2 separate regions of the Hordeum vulgare genome follow, and region 1 is linked to region 2. A link is a contact called in public Hi-C data. All regions are on one chromosome and are shown on one strand. Each heading gives the region's core, a stretch centred on a gene start, on an enhancer-like site or on the middle of the called end of the contact. The rest is flanking DNA. Distances are from core to core; before and after follow the strand shown.

Region 1 (4,268 bases), core at 142-2,641, 150 kb after region 2:
CATGATCGAGCAAGCTTCTCGCACGAAGAAAAGCTTCTAGAAGCTGTTAAACTAGTTCGGGTGACATGCATGCATGCATGAGTATTCATCATATCATGTGTATACAAATGATCCTGCTACATTGATCTCAACGGAGGTGACATCACGAGCACGTACGTACGTACGTACCAAAATCCTAAATCCATCGGTGATGAACACTTGGTCGCGCGTGACTTTCACCACATTGTCGCGATCCGTGGGCGCCATTTTTTCTCACGGATAGACTGTCACATGTCAGTTTTCCGTTTTTCAACTCGGTAATAACTCATCGACGCACGTACCAGCTGCTTGGCGTCTCTGTCGGTCCAGGTCGACACGTCGCGTCCATTCCACACCACACACACGGCCGGGAAGGATCCAGTTAACTAAACATGTCCCAAGCAGCCGAATCAACATGGACTAAAATGCGCTCCAAGCTCACGTGATCCGAGAACTTGTCAACGTGCAAATCTCTGCGCCTATAATTAGCGTATGGGATTAGTATATTAGACCCCTGCCCGTCGTGTGGTTGCGGTTGCGGGTCAGGTCAAATGAGCGCGGCCTACGTATACGTACTTGTCGCCTAGCCCGGCCGGCGGCAGCTGCGTTGCTACCGATACGATTTCCTTGCAACCTGGAGAGATTTCGCTGCCCAATCGATCCGTTCCCATCTACACGCGCTACAGTACTGGTATCGATTTGGGTTTGACTTTTGCTTGAGTACTCAACGTATCCACACACTATGCAGCAGTCTAAGCTTAATTATACGAGGCAATGCCAACTCTTAGAGCATGGTTAATAGTATAGCCAACTGCTGGCTATAAGCATCTTTATAGCTCATCTTATAGCTGGCTTGTACAATAGTTAGCTGTAAAAGAGTACTACTTTTATCATATATGGCCTACCTTTCATTCTCACAAAGCACCTAGGAGCACGTGCTAGAGCCGGCTCTTCACGAAGAGCCCGCTTCCCTTCTCTCTCCTCTTCTCTCTCATCCAACTCAGCAAAAATATAGTATTTTAATCCTTACAGCCTGCTGACTGTACCTTATTGTACTTGCTCTTACATGGGAACTGCATTCAAAATCCCGACGCCAAGTTGACATTTCCCGCCGTACGATCGATCGTGTGGCTCGGTGCGATTTGCTGGGACACACCACCAACACCAAACACTGCTCCACTCACCTGCGCCGCTACGCAAATCATTGTACCGCGCCCCCTCCGCAGCCCGCCGCGTGTCGCGCCCGGCCCATCGGACCACGTGCTCCCCTCCCTTCTCCGAACCTCGGCCGTCCACCTGGCGCGACCGCCCCACCACCGCCGGCTCGCTACATATCCTATATATACCCCTCGCGCCAGCGCCATCCCAGCTGAAAACCTTTCTTCTTCCACGAACCGCCAAAGTGTCACTCTCGGTTCCTTCCTTCTCCCCAGGTCCCCTCCTCGGTTTCTCACCAAGGAAGTAATCTTGGTTCGATCGCTCCAAGGTTGCACAGACTCGGTACTTCGTTGGACAGCCGGCGGCATGAGGAACCACAAGAAGTTGCTGCAGTTTCTGCGGCCGGACCCGGCGGTGGCGGCGGCCAACGACGACGGGTGCTCCCCGCTGCCTTCTCCCACGACCAGCGGGAGCGCGAGCACGTCGGCCACGGCGTCCCCGTCGCCCTACGTCGCGTCGCCGTGGGTGAGCCTCCCGGGTCTCGGCGCCGGGGCGGCGCTGTCGGCCGGCGCGGCGGATGAGACGGGGCTCCTTGGGTCGTTCGTGAAGGAGGACGGGCACGTGTACTCGCTCGCCGCGGCCGGGGACCTGCTGTACACCGGCACGGACTCCAAGAACGTGCGGGTGTGGAGGGACCGGCGCGAGTTCGCGGGGTTCCACTGCGGCAGCGGGCTCGTCAAGGCCATCGTCGTCGCCGGGGACGGGAGGATATACACCGGCCACCAGGACGGCAAGATCCGCGTGTGGCGCGCGTCCGCCGGCGACCCCGCCGTGCACAGGCGCGTCGGCTCGCTCCCGAAGCTCGGGGACTTTCTCAGGAGCTCCGTCAGGCCGTCGCACTACATCGAGACGCGCCGCCGGCACAGCTCCGTCTGGCTGCGCCACTTCGACGCCGTCTCGTGCCTCAGCCTCGACGCCGACGCCGGGCTGCTCTACTCCGGGTCGTGGGACAGGACGTTCAAGGTCTGGCGCGTGTCGGACTCGCGGTGCCTGGAGTCCGTGCACGCCCACGACGACGCCGTCAACACGGTGGCCGCGGCGGGGTTCGACGCGCTGGCGTTCACCGGCTCCGCGGACGGCACGGTCAAGGTGTGGCGCCGGGAGGACGGGAAGGGCGGCGCGACGAGGCATGTCATGGAGCGGGTGCTGCGCAAGGGCGAGAGCGCGGTGACCGCCATCGCCGTGGCAGCGGAGGCGCGCGTCGTGTACGTCGCCTCCTCGGACGGGGCCGTCACCCACTGGCAGTGGCGGCGCGGAGCCGACCGGGACAGCGCGCCGAGGAACGGCGGGGCGCTACGCGGGCACAAGATGGCCGTGCTGTCCCTCGCGGTGGCCGGGCGCGTCGTCGTGAGCGGCTCCGCCGACCGGACCATCTCCGTGTGGCGGCGCGACGAGGGCGCCGACCACTCCCGCCTCGCCGTGCTGAGCGGGCACACGGGGCCGGTGAAGTGCGTGGCCATGGACGAGGAGGAGTCCCTCGACGCGGACGGCCACCGGCGGTGGGTCGTGTACAGCGGCAGCCTCGACGGCTCCGTCAAAGTCTGGCGCGTGTCCGACGCGCCCGGCGCGATGACGACGCGGACGCCGGCGCACGTGTGGAAGGGCACGCCGTCGCCGATGGGCGTCTGGACGCCCTACCGGCCGCCGGAGCGGAGCTGAAGAATGTAGAGCGCGCACGTGTAAACCGTGTGTCCGTGGGAGAGCCTACGCTGTAGATACGCGTACGTGCAACGTAGAGGAGCATCATACGCACACCGTATCTAGGTATACGTATACGGTGTTGCGTAAATGCTGATTTGTTATTTATTTGTTTGTTTGTTTGTCTGTCCATTTTGGTGTCCCCTGAAATGGACGGCTTGGATGTTGACGGATGAGTGTTGTGTGGTGGTGATTTGGTCGGTGGTCCGATCCGAGCCGCCGGTGAGGCCGAGAGATCGATTTGTACACTCTCGACTAAGCAAAGGAATGGTCCTTTCTTGTTGGGACTTTTGGAGGTGTGAACGGCGGTTCGTTTCGTGTTTGTATTGCAAGACAAGCTGTTGAAATTAGGTTCGTATAAAGGTTCTGCTTGTGCGGGAAGTGGAAATTAAAGGAGGACCATGTTTGGTTTGCTTTGCTTTGGATCATTTCCTTTGCCGCGGACGGCAGGCCTACCGCCGCCGTAGAAAACGGTGCCCGTAAAACTTTCAAATGTCAAGACAGCGATGCCATCGATTCAGATGAATGAATTCGGTAACCGTCAAGGAAGATACCTGTCGTTGTAAGTTAGCCAGCCGGCCGGGTGGACGTACTTTTCGTACTAGCCCAGATCGTAAAAAGGAAGGTCGTGTTCACTTGTCAGCCGTGACTTGCGACGAAGAGCCGCCACTAGATGAGATGAGATGAGTGTGTGACGCCGAAACTGACAAAGGAGACGCTGCTATCGTTGGTGGCTCCGTCGTCGTGGAAGAGGGGGCCGATCCAAACGAGTACCGTACGTGCGAGGCAACGCAGAGCGGCCGGAGGAGGCGCGTGCGGCTGGGGTGCACCGGCTATAACCGATCGACGCAGGCCTGCACATTCTTGCCAAATTCTACCTTTTCTTTATACCGGCTGAGGCTGTCGACTTGCCGTCTACATCTAGGGTCGATCCTTCGCTTGAGCATTCTTTTTTAGGTTTGGAAAACGGGCTTTCACCGATTTCCATCAATAGTAGTTCAATGCACGAACAAGCTAAATGGAGGACAAGGTACGTGGATGTTGTTTTTCTTTAAAAAAAATATAATACTTCCTCCGTTTAAAAATAAGTGTCTCAATTTTGTACTAGATCTAGTATAAAATGTATTAAGCTTGAGACACTTAATTTAAGACGGAAGGAGTATATTCGAAAAGCACATTTTGAAGTTTCAAGAAATTCTGAGAATAATAATGATACGGATGTATGATACATATTCGTAAAAATTGAAGATAATAGACATTATTAAGAGACATACATAAAAAGACAAAATCACGATTTTGAAAACGATGAATAGTACATGCATTGTTTATTATAA
Region 2 (3,736 bases), core at 534-3,033:
AGAGAGTACAGCGGTGTATATATGGATTTTAATTGGTAGACAGAAAGAAGCTAATGAATAAAATCATGTCAGATAGAGAATTCTAAATGAGTGACCATGTTTAGTTACTTTTTATTTTTCTGCATCAGAGCTGTCTTGTGAGTTGGCCAGTACAAGGTAGTTTCAAAAAATAGTCTGCATCCATTAGAAGTCTGTAGCCATGTTCAGTGGCAAGCAAGGGGAAATTAAATCCAGAAATGCTTTATGTAACCTGACATCGAAATTACAAGTTGATTTACTGATTGCCAGTTTACTGTGATAAAATTGGTAAAGGGCTGCAGGCTTCAAGCAGAGTTTAATAAATTTAGAATCTGCACCTCCCTCCCTAATTGTTGACGTATAAATGTATTGCCTAGTCTCTTCCATCAGATCGGTCTTTTGGTTGCATTGGCTAGAGCATTCACTTCTACACTAATCACAAAAGCTATTCCACAATAATTGCAAGAACAATAAGCATACCATGTGAGCAGGCTCAACAATCCTGTAGCCAGTCCTTGCCCTGAACATAGTAACAAAATCGTCTGCGATTTTCAAGAAATTACTCAAGATAAGCACCATGGGAAACACCAGAAAATTCACGGAAAATAATCGGTCCATTACTTAGCATGAGATTAGATTCCTGTCGCCGTGACCCGTGGTCGACTATGATCACACCATCATTCTCTCCCACAGCATAATCCTGTTCCTCAGTCGTTTCAGACTTGGAAGCAGAAGTTGGTCCGGAATTCATGGCACGGTATCCACTACTTGTTCCAATTGTCAGCAACTTGACAAAATCACGGCGAGACCTCACATTAGTGGTCCTAATGACAAAAAAAAGAAAAGAAACAGGGTTAAAATTAAAGGAACCACAAGAGATGCCCAAGAAACTGAATACAGGTCCAGCAGGGAAAAACTTACCTTGAGGGAAAATCGCCCGCAGGAGTTGCAGTGAATGGTTGAAAGGAGATCGACACAGGGTGCATAGACCTATTAGAGCACCCCCTCCGTGATTCTAGCTTCAGGTAAGAGCAGAGGACAGAAAGATCCCCCTATATTTTCTCAAGAGGCAATGTAGACAGCCGATCTAACAGGCACCTTCCGTATAAAAGAATATTTCAGTGCGGAAGATGATTCCTGATGAAAAACATGACTATCAGAGACGCAGGATACAAAAAGGCATCTACTAGATGGCTGACTAGAAGGCTCCCATATGAGCAGATCCGCTTTCAGTTGGCAAAATCAATTGTACACCTACGTAGAGTGGAATTTCATCCGAAACTACTTCTTGCTGAAATCTGGACGGGCCTAGAACTATCACCAAAGTAAGTTCCCCACTGAGCTCTTGCCAAATACTGCTGCGGTTAAGAATCGTGCTCCAATCGATTACGAAGGGGAAAACGGGGTCGGGTGACTCCCGATGAAATGCCCAACCAAGCGCACGGACATCCATTTGAGGTGCCTCTGAAGTAGGGCTGTCGTCGGTACCCAAAGGGGCTGCTAAACTGCATCTCTCGGAACTACTGTAGGTCTTAGTAGACGGCTCAACCGATAGAAACGGGAGATAACAGGTGGAATAGGGGAAAGTTTCCGGTGGGAGGGGAGCATACCTCCGCCGCCGGTGCCGCGTCGGCCGCCGGACTTTGGTCGCTCGCGTCAGGGAGAGGGAGAGGAACGATTTTTTTTTTTTTTTAGTGGGTGGAGCGGAACGATTGCCTTGTGCTCTTGGACGTGTAACAGGATGGTCCTTGGACATGTGACACCACGAGGAAGGCACCATAGGAAATAATATGATTTCTCAAATGAGCATATTTTTTTTTTGTTTTAGAATTTGATTTTTTTACATAAAAGAAAAAAACAATTATTGCGTTTTTAAAATATTTATTGTATTTTCATTATTTTGTACCTTCAAGAGGTAAACACAAATATTTTTCTATAGATTATGTGGATTGAAGAAATGTAAGAAAAGCATTATATATCTTCATTCATGACCACAGGCACGCTTAGTTATTGTGCCTCCTCATTGTATTTTTAAAATACGAAACTATTAAAAAATAGAACCGTGTGTTTTGAATTATGTTCTGTGTGGTTTTATAAAATAGTTATATATTTTGCCGAATTATATGCCCAGCTACCATTTTTTCCAAGTTTATATTCTTTTCCTTTTTGCTTTTCCCATTAAAAAAAGAAATGTAAGAAAATTAATACTAGAATTACTAATACACCATTATTGTGAATTTAAAATCTCCATTGTATTTCCATTATCGAGTAACTTGAAGAGGTAAACATGAACTTTAAAAATATCATGTAGCCTTAAAAAGATGTGTCTTCATTCAGGGCCACACACACGCACTGTTGTTGTATATATTCATTATATTTGTTTGGAATACATAATTACTAAAATAATTGAAATATTTACCAAAAACATTCTAAGCAATTTTTCAAATGCACAAACACTTTCTTTACTTTTCATGGAAAAAATTAGTTTTTTCTTACATTCTTTCACATGGAAATCGAAAAGGGAAACAAACGTGAGCCTGGAAAATACGTAAAAGGGAAATCGCTACAAAACGAACCTCATGATAGTTGCCCGGAGAGGTACGTAAATGCTGACTAATATACGCTTCCACTCACAATATCAACAAAGTAAAAGGCAGTTTGTGGTTATGTACGCTTTGCAGATATCGACCGGAGGTCTGAACTCTGAAGTTGGAATTTCCATGACATTTAGAAAAGAAAATAGGGGTACGTGATTTATTTTTCTATTCTTTCTCTATCTCATACTCCCATGCGGGGCCCACATTTCTACTATACACTCATGTGGCATCGGATTGTGCTGTATTATTTTATTTTATTTTGCGGGGAGGCTGTATTCTGTAGGGCGTAGCGTGAGATGTAGCCACGACCATGTTGAAGCGTATTTTCGTATTTAAAGACCATACTGGAGCATTTCACAAGTTCGAAGACCGTCGTGTTACACATTGAAGAGTATAAAGACGGCAGATGTAATTATCTCATTTGAGAGAGACAGCGTGAGCGAGACGAGAGAGGGCGTGGGGGTGGAGGGAGGTTGGTGACTTGTCATCATTCATGGGCTCGACATGGACGTGTGCGTGTAGAGCTGCCATGTGGAAATCTCGAGTAGCTTATTGAAGAAAAAAATCTCTCGGTTTATTATTTTTCTCCCTTCTTATTTTTAGTTCGTTCATATTTTCAACATGTTATAAAACATAAGTTCCATAAAAATTACTTAGATTTTAAAATAAATATTTGTGCAACTTACAAAAAATGTGGATAGCATATTTTAAAAATGTTCACACGCTACGAAAGAAATGTGCCAGTCATTCAGAAAAATGCTATACAATGTTTAGTAATTCAAAAAGAATCTTATAACTAAATAAAAGTGTCTCTGGCATTCCTAGAAAATAGTTCACGTGTTTCGGAACATATGTCTGACATAACAAATTTATCCCTACTAATAAAGCATGTACCGCTTCTGTCGTCTGTCGTGGCTTTTTTTGCGAAAAAGTCTGTCCGTTTTCGAGCATTCAACCCGCAGTCCCTGAGTAAGTTAAAAAACGTTTCGTTTTTACGTAGCGCCCCCAAAGCTTATCCATTCCCGTCCTCAACCGCAGGGCTGACGAGAGAGGAGGCGATGGAGCTCGGGGCGGGGCCTTGTCACCGGCGACGACGAGGGCGGTGTGCGGGCGCAGGAGGA

What was found. Hi-C and Micro-C count contacts between places; a contact is called where the count stands out from the background.
Region 1: a Hi-C map of seedling shows a contact between it and region 2, with 2.1 times the contacts expected there. The contact joins the promoter of LOC123396139 here to the promoter of LOC123397167 in region 2. A contact is called at or near these places in 2 of 6 Hi-C or Micro-C datasets (leaf and seedling).

Annotation. Positions count from the first base shown.
Region 1 is chr5H:60,027,932-60,032,199 of MorexV3_pseudomolecules_assembly, forward strand. It overlaps LOC123396139 (protein JINGUBANG-like), which reads left to right and starts at 1,392. Exons shown (of 1, transcript XM_045091192.1): 1 at 1,392-3,296. The coding sequence starts at 1,543. The coding sequence ends at 2,895.
Region 2 is chr5H:59,882,506-59,886,241 of MorexV3_pseudomolecules_assembly, forward strand. It overlaps LOC123397167 (sirohydrochlorin ferrochelatase, chloroplastic), which reads right to left and starts at 1,784. Exons shown (of 7, transcript XM_045091819.1): 1 at 1,629-1,784; 2 at 940-1,155; 3 at 640-842; 4 at 499-560. The coding sequence starts at 1,004.